Regions from separate parts of the Rattus norvegicus genome. Here region 1 is linked to region 2. Evidence: chromatin contacts called from public Hi-C data. All regions are on one chromosome and are shown on one strand. Each heading gives the region's core, a stretch centred on a gene start, on an enhancer-like site or on the middle of the called end of the contact. The rest is flanking DNA. Distances are from core to core; before and after follow the strand shown. Region 1 overlaps Prkag2 (protein kinase AMP-activated non-catalytic subunit gamma 2). Region 2 overlaps Prkag2 (protein kinase AMP-activated non-catalytic subunit gamma 2).

Region 1 (5,034 bases), core at 1,075-3,574, 40 kb after region 2:
TGGCAGCACCTGGCTCTGAGGAGAGCTGCAGGGGAGAAGTGGTTTGAGATTTAGGGCCTGACAGCTCTTAGGTGTGTATTCTGCTCAGCCTCGTGCTCCCAGATGGCCTCAGAGAAGCCTCCGCTTCCTCGTTTGCTGTCTCTTTCACGGCGGAATGGACTCCTGCACGCACTCTCTGCTTTCTTGAGCCTCTCAGGAGTTTCCAGTCAGCGCCCACACAAGTGCTGTCAGCCTTTCTGATCTTCATCACGGAGCCGGCTTCCGACTCTGCTGGCACTAGCCACTGTGGCCACCTTAGGGACTTGGCCTTCCTGCAGCATGGCTGCTCTGAGTTCCGACCAGCCGGGCCCAGCCCCCCAGCTCACCTTGTTTAACTTGATTATTGATCTGATGCCACAGTGAGAGTGAGAATCAAGGACCAGCACAGGTCATGGTGACCCCGTCAGTGACACTGAAGGACTGTGGTTGGGTGATGGCATCAGACAGTGTGCTTGCTTCAACACAGAGAACTGCATTGCTTGTGGAATGCCCGCTGAGATAAAGGGAAGCTCACGCACGGAGGGAGAGGGGGCGGCCCTGAGCTGGGAAGCCCTTTGAGGAGCTGAAATGCAGGTGGAAGGCAGAATAAGAATGCCGGTCCCAGCTGTAGCACCATATCGGTGGCCGCCCAGTGACACTGCTCATATAACTCCACAGTGGTGACACACCAGGGTGGGCCTTCTGGGGTCTCTGACTAGTGACGAATGAAGAGACCACAACCTGGAGTTCTCTTGCAGAAAGTGGTTGTCTGACCCACACAGTTTGACCTTGAGTTAGATGACTCAGAGCAGAGACTTGGGCTTAGTCACATGAGCCCAGCAAAGGCCCTGTCAGTGTGAAGACCTCAGGCTGCTGATGCTTAAGACTCCTCCAAGAGACTCCAGGCTGCCCCTAATGAAGTTCCTGTCTGTGCAGCCTCGTGCTGCAGATGCCTTAAGGTCCCTTTGAGGCTGGTGTGGGACTGAATCAAAGAAAGACAATCCTGTCTCATGGTTGGACACCTTAAGGACATGTATTACAACAACCATTTCCTCTCACTTCCTATCAAGACAGCTAGCTCCAAGGGGATGAGGACCTCAGGAACAGGGTTGAGAGGAGGAAGCAGTAACCTGAGAACATCCAGTGGAGCTCTGGCTAGGACTGCCCAACCCAGAGGCAGCCCACAGGGGCCCCGAATTCCTTCTCTAAGGAGAAAAGAAAGGTCTCAGTTGGGAATCTATTAGCGCCATAAATTGTGGATCAAGCAAGCATCCTCTGGAAGCTCAGCAGGTCCAGATGATTGCAGCTCCATTCTACCCATAGTAGAGCTGGGTTTCCTGGGACCGTCTCCATGTTGAGTTGCTGGCCCTGATGGAGAGAGCTCCGATCCTTTCATGATCAGTTCTTCTGGAGAACCTGACAGGTTAAGCTAGGGTAAGACCAGAACCAGTTTGCTGAGTTCTGGAACTAAGCAGGTTTCTCTGCAGCCTTGCTTGAAATCTTTCATCACTTCTTCCACGTTTGAGGGCAAAGGTCAGGGAGGAGGCTGAAGATGCTAAGCCAGACTCCAGGGCTGAAGGAAACTTAGACGCCAGCTGTGTGGCCTAGGGCAAGTCCCTGGATGACATCTGCTGAACTGAGTCTCGCGCCGGCAGCCCCTCCCCCTGCCGTATGAGCACAGCTCCACTCCACCCCTCCCCACCTTCTCCCCTTTCACTCTGAACACTGACCTGGGGAGCTAGAGGGGTGGAGGCTTGTCACTGGTACACAGGGGCGTCCGTCCATCCAGGCAGCTGGTGACGGGGCACCAGGGGTGGGGCTCAGAAGCCAGCCCTCCCTGCTCCTGAGTGTGACCAGAGAGAAAAGCCTGGTCCACCTTCATGATTAGGACCCCCAGGACCTGAGCCCAGAGGAAACCTAACCGTTCACTCAGACCCAGAATGCTCCTCTAGGAGGCCCACAGTGGGCAGAGCCCAGGCAGGCAGAATGTTTGTCTCTGGACCTTTAAACAAGCATCTACCCACAACTGTCTCATCTCTTTCACTCTCAAGTCACATTCCCCTCATCCACCATCGTCACAGCTGCTCGCACAAGCACAGCCACACCAAGACCCCTCAGTCAAAAAAAAAAAAAAATTGAGAGCTGGCCTGCCAGGTCAGAGTCGCGTGGAGCCAGCGTAGGGTCCTCACAGCCTCCCGAAGGCCCTCCCCGGCAGACGCCCCACCACAGTGATGACACAGGCTGTCTCGCATGCATGCGTACATACGCTCACACTGTCTTCTGGCAGGAATGTGCTGAGCTCAGCTCCAGGCCTGGACTCAGGAGGAAGGCAGGTAGTCCTATTCTGCCTGTCACCGTTGGCTTTCCAAAGGTCAGTTTAGCGCTGGCCAGATGTTTGTGGGCACATGTGGATGTGTTCAACCTACAGGGATAATCCTGCCTAGCAGTTAGCGCTCTCCAAACAACTTTCCCAGCAGGCTTAACTTGCAGTTCTCGTAGATGTCTAAGACTGTGTGTGTGTGTGTGTGTGTGTGTGTGTGTGTGTGTGTGTGTGTGTGTGTGTAACAAGCTTACAACCCTTCGTTTCTTTTGTGTTCCTCAAAAGGAAACAGGGTTATCTCTTATTGGCTTGCAGCTCTGATAGCCGAAGGGTTTCCTACTCAGGGCTTAATCACTTGGATTCCTCGGGTGATTGATTCTGGGCACCAGCAGCCCCATTCTGTACAGGGGAAGCTTAGCCTGATGCCATTGACTTTTTCTCAGAGTGTTGCAAAGTCCTCAGCCTGACAGTCATGACAGGTGTGTGCGGTTTGGCTGATGATTCGGGGTGTGTGTGTGTGTGTGTGTGTGTGTGTGTGTGTGTGAGAGAGAGAGAGAGAGAGAGAGAGAGAGAGAGAGATGGACAGACAGACAAGCATCTGCACTTGACTATTGATTCTGTTCACTTTGCTTTGAAGTTGTCTCGCTTAGATTCAAAATCTACTTACAAGCTTCCCTCATCCTGCTTCCCCCGAGGATCCTAAACACCTAGCAGGCATGAGTGCATGATGATAACTGTGTAGGTCCCACACACCATGGCACAAATGCCCAGATAGCCCTTTCCCCTGTCCTCCCCTCCCTGTAATGTCTTTTGTGTTGAGTAAATAAAGCAAGAACAGGCAGAAATTCTGGCACGCACATAAGAGCCCTCCAGCATCATTCACAGTAGCCCAAGTAGAAACGCCCATCGTCAGTAGAAACAATACATGTGTTAGTTCCCACAGTGGGGCGCCCTGAGGGGACGGGAGGTTTGCAGTTTCTGAGAGAGAGACAGCACAGATGTTGAAGAGCACATGGCTCCTTGCCTAGAGAGGACACACGTAAGAGGCACACACAGCATTAGAGTCATGGCTGCTTATGCCCGAATGGAGGCGCCTGTGCGCTTCTCTGCGGATGCACCCACTTGGTACAACCTTCTCACTTCTTCCCTCGGGGCTTGTGGACGCTCCCTGCACATGGCAGGGGTCTGCTCCCCCTTCCTCCATTCCTGACACTCATTGGTGAGTGAGTCGCCATGAGAGCACGCAGCCAGCAGGCAGTCTGAGGCTGGAAGGGAGGCAGCAGGTACTGTGCATGTTAAGGAGAGGGTTGACCTCTGTGGGGTGCAGGGATGGTCTGCGTGAGGATGCCCCCCAGACACAACTGTGGCACCGAAGGGTCTGGGCTCACTTCCTTTTATACTGTAGATGCTTCCAGGCTTACAAGCCAGCGCTTCTTTGGTGTCTCTCAAAGGGGAGCAGGCTTATCTCTCACGGGCATGCAAAGGACACCTGATCCAGTGGACTTTTAACTTCCCCCTCCTTGTTCCACCCGCTCTCGAAAGCAAAACTTTGCTTCCTTTGGGGGCTGTGTGCCCAGGACTTTACTCTGGTGTTGTCATGATAAGGTCCTATTACTAATCACCTAATACCTGTTACCTATCACCTAATCATGTGACATGGGGCTCTCTCCAGGTCACTTAAACTTGGGGTTCTTGGGTCTGTAGGTGAATGTTTCATCCCTAGGGATGGTTATTTTATACTGTTTAAAAATCAACTTGTTTCTTTATTCATTTGACACCCTGATCATGCCCCCACTCTGTCCTCCCAGTCCCACCCTTACAAATCCTTCCCCCCATTTACTTCTCCCCCTTCTCTGAGGTACCACCCCACCCTGGGACATCCAGACTACGCGCATCCTCTCCCACAGAGGCCCAACCAGGCAGGCCAGTTAGGAGTAGAAATGAATTATTAAGTGAGTATTAAACTTCAAGGTCCCATGTGCCCGAGCAGAGTGTGGCCGTGGCAGTGAGCTCACAGGCTTCCTGGCAGACAGACAGGGGAGGTGAGCATCACGAGAGATAAGATGGGAGCCACCTGGCATGGCTCAGGAGGGGCCTCGCTGTCCAGATCAGGTTCTTGGGTTCAGTGTGGAGCTGCCTTCCAGCTCATGTCCTGTGGATACTGACGAGGAATCTGTGCTGATTGGCCAGGTCTTATGCTTCTCGTGTCAAGGACAAAAGTCGGTACATCCCTTTTGGTTTTCTTTTCTCTCCGACATGGAAGGTTTCTTTGTCTTTTGAAGAACGAGGACCAAGGATATGAAGAGCGTAAAATGGGGGCTGGGAAGATGGCTCCGTCGGTAAAGCTTGAGGGCTTGATTTCACCCCCAGTACACACTTTAAAAAGTCAGGCATAGCATGGACCAGGAGTCTCAGCACAGGAAGTTGGGGTCCGTGGGTTCCCTGAGGTTCTCTGTGTAGCCAGCCTGTGTAGCTAAATCAGTTCAGAGAAAGGCCATGCCTTGAAAATAAAGTGGAGACTAATCAAGGAAGATACCCAAGACCTCTGGCCTACACACACAAGCATGCGCACACACACACGCACACGTACACACACGCACTCGCACACACACACGCACATGCCCAACCCAATACATGAACAAATAAACAAAGAAAAATGGAGTATAGAAGTGAGAGTGGGCTAGCCTGAGTGGGCT
Region 2 (5,313 bases), core at 485-2,984:
CAATGCCAGTGTGTACACAGGAAGAGGGGACAGTAAGACAGATTGAGCCAAGGCTTAAACACGGGTCGGGATTGGATGAGTGAGGGGAGGAGGCTGCATGTGCCACCTGGGAATGGGCAGGCCTGCAGGCGGGTACACGGGGTTATGCAAACAGGAAACGTGTGTACACTGTTCAGGGGGCTTGGACCAACCATCTGAGTGTGTCTTCAGACGCCAGAATTTAGCTTAACATGAGTTTGCTCAATGCCCAACAAAACAAGATTTACTCTGGCTGGCCCATACTCCAGACACAGCTCCCTCTTCAGAGGCCACAGCTCATCCACCCTGGGCCAGCCAGCCTCCCTGGGCCCTGTGCTCACTGGCTACAGCAGGAGCTTTCCAGATCCCGGCAGCTGGCAGGTCTGCAGCCTTCTGAAAAACGTGACTCATCCGGCCTGTCCACAAAGAAAGGGAAAGTATGTGTGGCATCCGGGTTTCCTGAAAAGTGCAGCCATCAAATGGCACAGCTATGTGGCCTGGCACCTAATGCACTTCTGGGAAGGCGCCCTCTGGTGGCCACCACGCACCTGTCCTGAGAAGGCGCTCTGTCCCTGCCAGCCCAGACTGGGCTGTGTGGGTGTTGGGAATGAATCCTGAGAGTCTTCCAGTCCTACACAGCCTGCCTGAGGTACACTCCAGCTGCCCTGGAGACAATTACAATTATAGTGTCTTTGTCCTCACCTCGTTACTGCTAAAGTCCCCACCCCCCATTTTGAAGCAAGGTTGTTACGCAACCCTCCACTTCAGAGCTGAGGACGGCCTTGAACTTCCGATGGAGGCCTTCTACCTCCATCTCCCGAGTACTGGACTATAGATGATGCTGTACATGGTGCTGGGGGTTGAGGCCCAGGCTCTATGCACGTTACACAAGCATGCCATGCCCCTAGTCTCTTTCACTTCCTTTTTAAAAGTAGCATTCCATTTTGACAACTTCAAACTCTCACAAAAGGTAATAATAGGGTGGGTAGAGGAAGACCCCTGACATCCACTTCTGGCCTCCTCATGCATGTGTACATGCACCCCCACACGAAGCACACGTGTGTGTTCACACATACACACAACACACACACATATACATACTACATGCACATTAAAACACTGTCAGACAATCTAAAGGGCTCTCTTGGTGCTCTTCACTCAACTCACAAAACTAACATCTCTCCAAGTTTTCTTAGCTCTGATAGCTGTCCATCTGTCCGTCTACCCCCACTCCCACCCCCACCTCCACTCATGTACTGCTTGTCCGTGTAGACTCCCAATGATTGAGAGTAAATTACAGATACAACACCCCCTAATCCAGTGGTTCTCAACCTTCGTAATGCTGCGGTGACCCCAACCACAAAATTCTTTTTGTTGCTCCTTCATAAATGCCATTGTGCTACTGTTATGAATGATAACATAAATATCTGATATTCAGGATGTCTGATGTACGACCCCAAAGGGGTCAGCACCCACAGGTTGAGAACTGCTGCCTAACCCCGCTGGCTTTGTGAAAACAAGGTGGATCGCCACAGTGTCACTATCAAGTCCAGAAACTAATGTCAACACAGAGTGATTAGCCCCACTTCAGGCTCTGTTCGCATTCAGCAAGTTGTCTTAATGACATGCTTTTTGGAAGCACCCCAGACATGACCCAGTCTGTGGCCGTTTCTCTTCTGTCCCACGGCTTCCCACAGCTTCCATTACCTCAGCGCTTGCCCAGTGTGTCCAGGCCACAGGCCAGCTATTGTGTGGCTGCCCTCACCCTGGGTGTGCCCAGCACTTCCTCATGATCAGATGCTGGGTTAGCTGTTGGCAGGCAAGCCACAGGCTGCTTGCTTGAGCTAGGGCCTCACAGCAGGCAGCCGGTGGCTGTTCCAGCACCTTCCTGGTCATAGGATCCCTGATGTGGGGCTGGGGCTGTCCACAGTGAGGCTCTCTCTCCTTTTAATAAAGGGTTGGTTTCTCGATGTGATGAGTCAGCGTTCTGGGGGGAGGGTGCACTTAGAATGTTATGTAAACAGCCTCATTCTCATACAACTTTCACCTGTTACTTTTAGCGGCCATCAGTGTCTCTTGCCTGAATTATGGCTGTGATGGCCGCCAAAGAGTAATATTCTAATTCATCACTAATTCCACATGAGCTGGTTGGAAAGGGAGTCTTTCTCAGGAAAAGATCTACCATCTTTCCTGTGTGAATATATGTGTATATGTGCACGCATACATGTGTGTCTGTGTGCGTATGCATGTGAATATATGTGTGTGTGCATGCTTATATACACGTATGCATGCATGGATATATGTGTTATGTATATATGTATATGTGGTACCCATGTATGTACAAACATGTGTATGTGTATGCATGTGCATGCATGAATGGGTGCCGGTGTGTATATGCATGTGTACATATGTGCTCATGTATGCTTGTATGTATGCATGTTTTTATGTGTATGCGTGTATGTCTGGACTTGGAGATTGGCTTTTTAGGAAATGAGTTAAAATGCTCCATTAGCCTATTCTGATGCTCACACTGTCTGAGACTTGTCCAGCTGGAGCCCCATCACATGGCTCCTGGGTCTTTTGACTGTCCCCACAATATTGTAAACACTGCTAGAATTGTTGCCTTATCTTACACACTTCCTGCCCTGGACTGAGTCTCTTCTCCAAGTAATGTTTTGGCCATCTCGTGACTGTCTGGTGGCATAACAGCGTTAGCCACTTCATTACTGATGGTGGTAAACAACACTTAGGAAGAAGACCGTGGCCCTGCCAATGCTGCCTGCCGCTGGGGTGCCATTGCTTCTAGGGCCTCTCAACAGATCGATTGCAGACAATTCAATCCTTGTGAATGGGGGAGGAGTCGAACAATGATGGTCTGTCTCCACAGCAAGACGCTACATGATGGCGAAAAGTAGACTATCGAAATAAGATAGTCAAAGAAATAGAGGCCAACATCTAGCACAAACGCATTTACCGCTGTGAGAAATACAGATACAGGAGAACTTAGACTTGTTTCTCCCAGAATGTGTGGATTTAACCTACCTTTGTGTAACACAGTGCCTCTGCAGTTTTAGAGTACACAGTAGAGGACACGAAGTGCATTCCCAGCACTGTAGTCAGCCCTCAGTCTGAGGGCTGTCTCACCAGTGTTGCCGTGACAGAGCGCCTGGCGTGGGTAACTAAGGAGACAAGGCTTCCTTTGGTCAATGATTGCAGAGGTGCCTGTCTGTGGCTGCTTCAGGCCTGTGGCGACACACATAGTGACTTTAAAGTGAACTTGCTGAGGAAGGACCAGACAGTTTCTGGAGAGGATGTGCTGGGCACGTGATGGTGGAGACTTCTCACTCCATGATGTTCAGGAAGGAAGCAGAGAAGACCTGGGTCTCCATGTTCCCTTCAAGGGCACACCACCAGTGACCTCAGCCCCCACTTCCCAATGGTATCGCAGCAATAAACCCCCAGGGAACACTGATGACCCAGTAATTACCCCAAACCTCATCCACTCTCCATCCCTCTACTCCCAGAATCTGGCAAGTTCAATCTCCTTTTGTCTCTGGCTTTGCCTGTCCGGGGGTTTTTATAAAAATGGAATCATAATGCAACCGGCTCCTCATACTTTACCTTTCATTTGGAAATTGCACACATTTTCCATGACTTCATGCTTTTCCTGGTTGAATAATATTCCCCTGCATAGATATACCACATTTTTTCACCCACTCATCCGGCGATGAAGGTTGAGGCTGTTTTTCCCCCTTGGACTAGTTTTGTGACTAGTGCTCTGTGAACATTTGTGTGCAGGCTGCTCTAATCTCTGCCTTCAGTTCTTTCGGGTCGATAGCCAGGAGTAGGTTACACAGGACTCTCATATTTAACGTAACTTGCTGAGGAAGGGCCAAACCAAATTGTTTCCATGACAGAAGTGGTATTTCCACATTCTCGGGAGTGTTACGGCTCTGTCTTCTCCATCTCTGTCAATAGAAGCTGTTCACACTTGTGGTTAGGATTTGTGCTGCCCATGAGTATTTTCTCAAGCATGTGTGTGGCCCTGTTGCTCTTCTTTGGGGGAAGTGTCTGATGAAGCTTCCTCCCCTTTTCCCATTCAAGATTCATTGAGAGAGGGGAAGGGGAGGGGGACAGTTTGTGTTTATACGTGCCACATGTATGCAAGGCCAGAAAAGGGCTTCGGATTCCCCCAAACTGCAGTTAGAGGGAGTCATGAGCCACCTGGGGTGATGCTGGGAACAGAACTCAGGACCTCTGAAAGAGCAGCTAGCGTTCTTAACCACTGAGCCATCTCCAGCCCCTCCTGCCTGTTTTAAACTGTGTTGTCTTTTTTCTGCCTGGTTTGTGGGAATTCCAAAGAGTGAATATCTTGCAAATATTTATTTTCTCCTCTGTGCGTCGCCTTTACTTTCTTGATGAAACCCTTTGACTCTCACAAAAGTTTGGCTGAACGTGTTGTGCTTGGCGCTCGCTCCGTGTTGTCATGTAAACTCGTAAAAGTGAAGGATGTGGGGAGGATGGAGGAGGTGGGTGCCGGTGATTACAGTTCTCGAAGGTATGACCCTAAGATGGCGACGGAGGGGCAGGTGGCACAGTGAGGTCAGGCATGGGCAGTGGGGACAGCAGTTGCTGTCAGCATCAGTGCTTCATGCCCTGCATCTTACGGGATGTTTCTGCCACATTGTCTTTCGTGATCCCTTTAAGACCCGGATGGGCTGAGCCCGCTGTGTAATCAGCATGTTACACGGAAGTGTAGGAAATCACTCAAGGTGGCAGGCTTGTGCGCGGACCCAGATTTCTCTTGGGTTGTAGCTGATCTGAAGGCTAAACTGTTCCCCAGTCGCCTCATTCGAGCCCGAATTTCAGGTTGAGAAGAAACCAAGGCAGCCCTCAGTTCAGACCTCACATTCTGACCTCCAGTTCATTGTATTCCCAAGTGGACGGGGGCAGCAGCAGTTGGGGTCCTTCGGGTGAACGCCAGGCCCTAGAAAAAGGCATCCCTGCCCAGGTGAGGCTGGGCCAGCCAGAGCCTGGAACTTGGAGCTCATCTCCACGCTACAACAGGGGCCTGTTCCTAGCACACTTTGCCTCTTTAATCAGAATATCTGATGTTTGGCCTTTAGATCGACTGCTCCAGGGCCCTCTGCCCCCAGGATCTGTCCTGTGGGCCATGAACAGCTGATCTTTGTCCTTCCTTACTGCTTATCTTTGGGACTTTTGGAGCCTTGGGCCTGATAGACTTTTACAGAGCTCTTGATGAGCAGGGACCCGTCAACTCCAGAATACAAGGAA

The links. Hi-C and Micro-C count contacts between places; a contact is called where the count stands out from the background.
Region 1: a Hi-C map of liver shows a contact between it and region 2, with 1.6 times the contacts expected there. The contact joins two enhancer-like sites. A contact is called at or near these places in 8 of 12 Hi-C or Micro-C datasets (the A7r5 cell line, Schwann cells, hepatocytes and 4 more).

The regions. Positions count from the first base shown.
Region 1 is chr4:10,874,622-10,879,655 of GRCr8, forward strand. The region is part of intron 3 of Prkag2 (protein kinase AMP-activated non-catalytic subunit gamma 2); the gene reads left to right. Among named protein-coding and RNA genes, the nearest start is that of Prkag2, 130 kb to the left of the region's middle. Within about 2 kb of position 2,325, at least 7 of the 93 cell types and tissues checked have an H3K27ac peak or open chromatin away from gene starts, as enhancers often do. A contact at or near this core is called in liver, where this site is marked.
Region 2 is chr4:10,834,982-10,840,294 of GRCr8, forward strand. All of the region lies in intron 3 of Prkag2 (protein kinase AMP-activated non-catalytic subunit gamma 2), which reads left to right. Among named protein-coding and RNA genes, the nearest start is that of Prkag2, 93 kb to the left of the region's middle. Within about 2 kb of position 1,735, at least 40 of the 93 cell types and tissues checked have an H3K27ac peak or open chromatin away from gene starts, as enhancers often do. A contact at or near this core is called in liver, where this site is marked.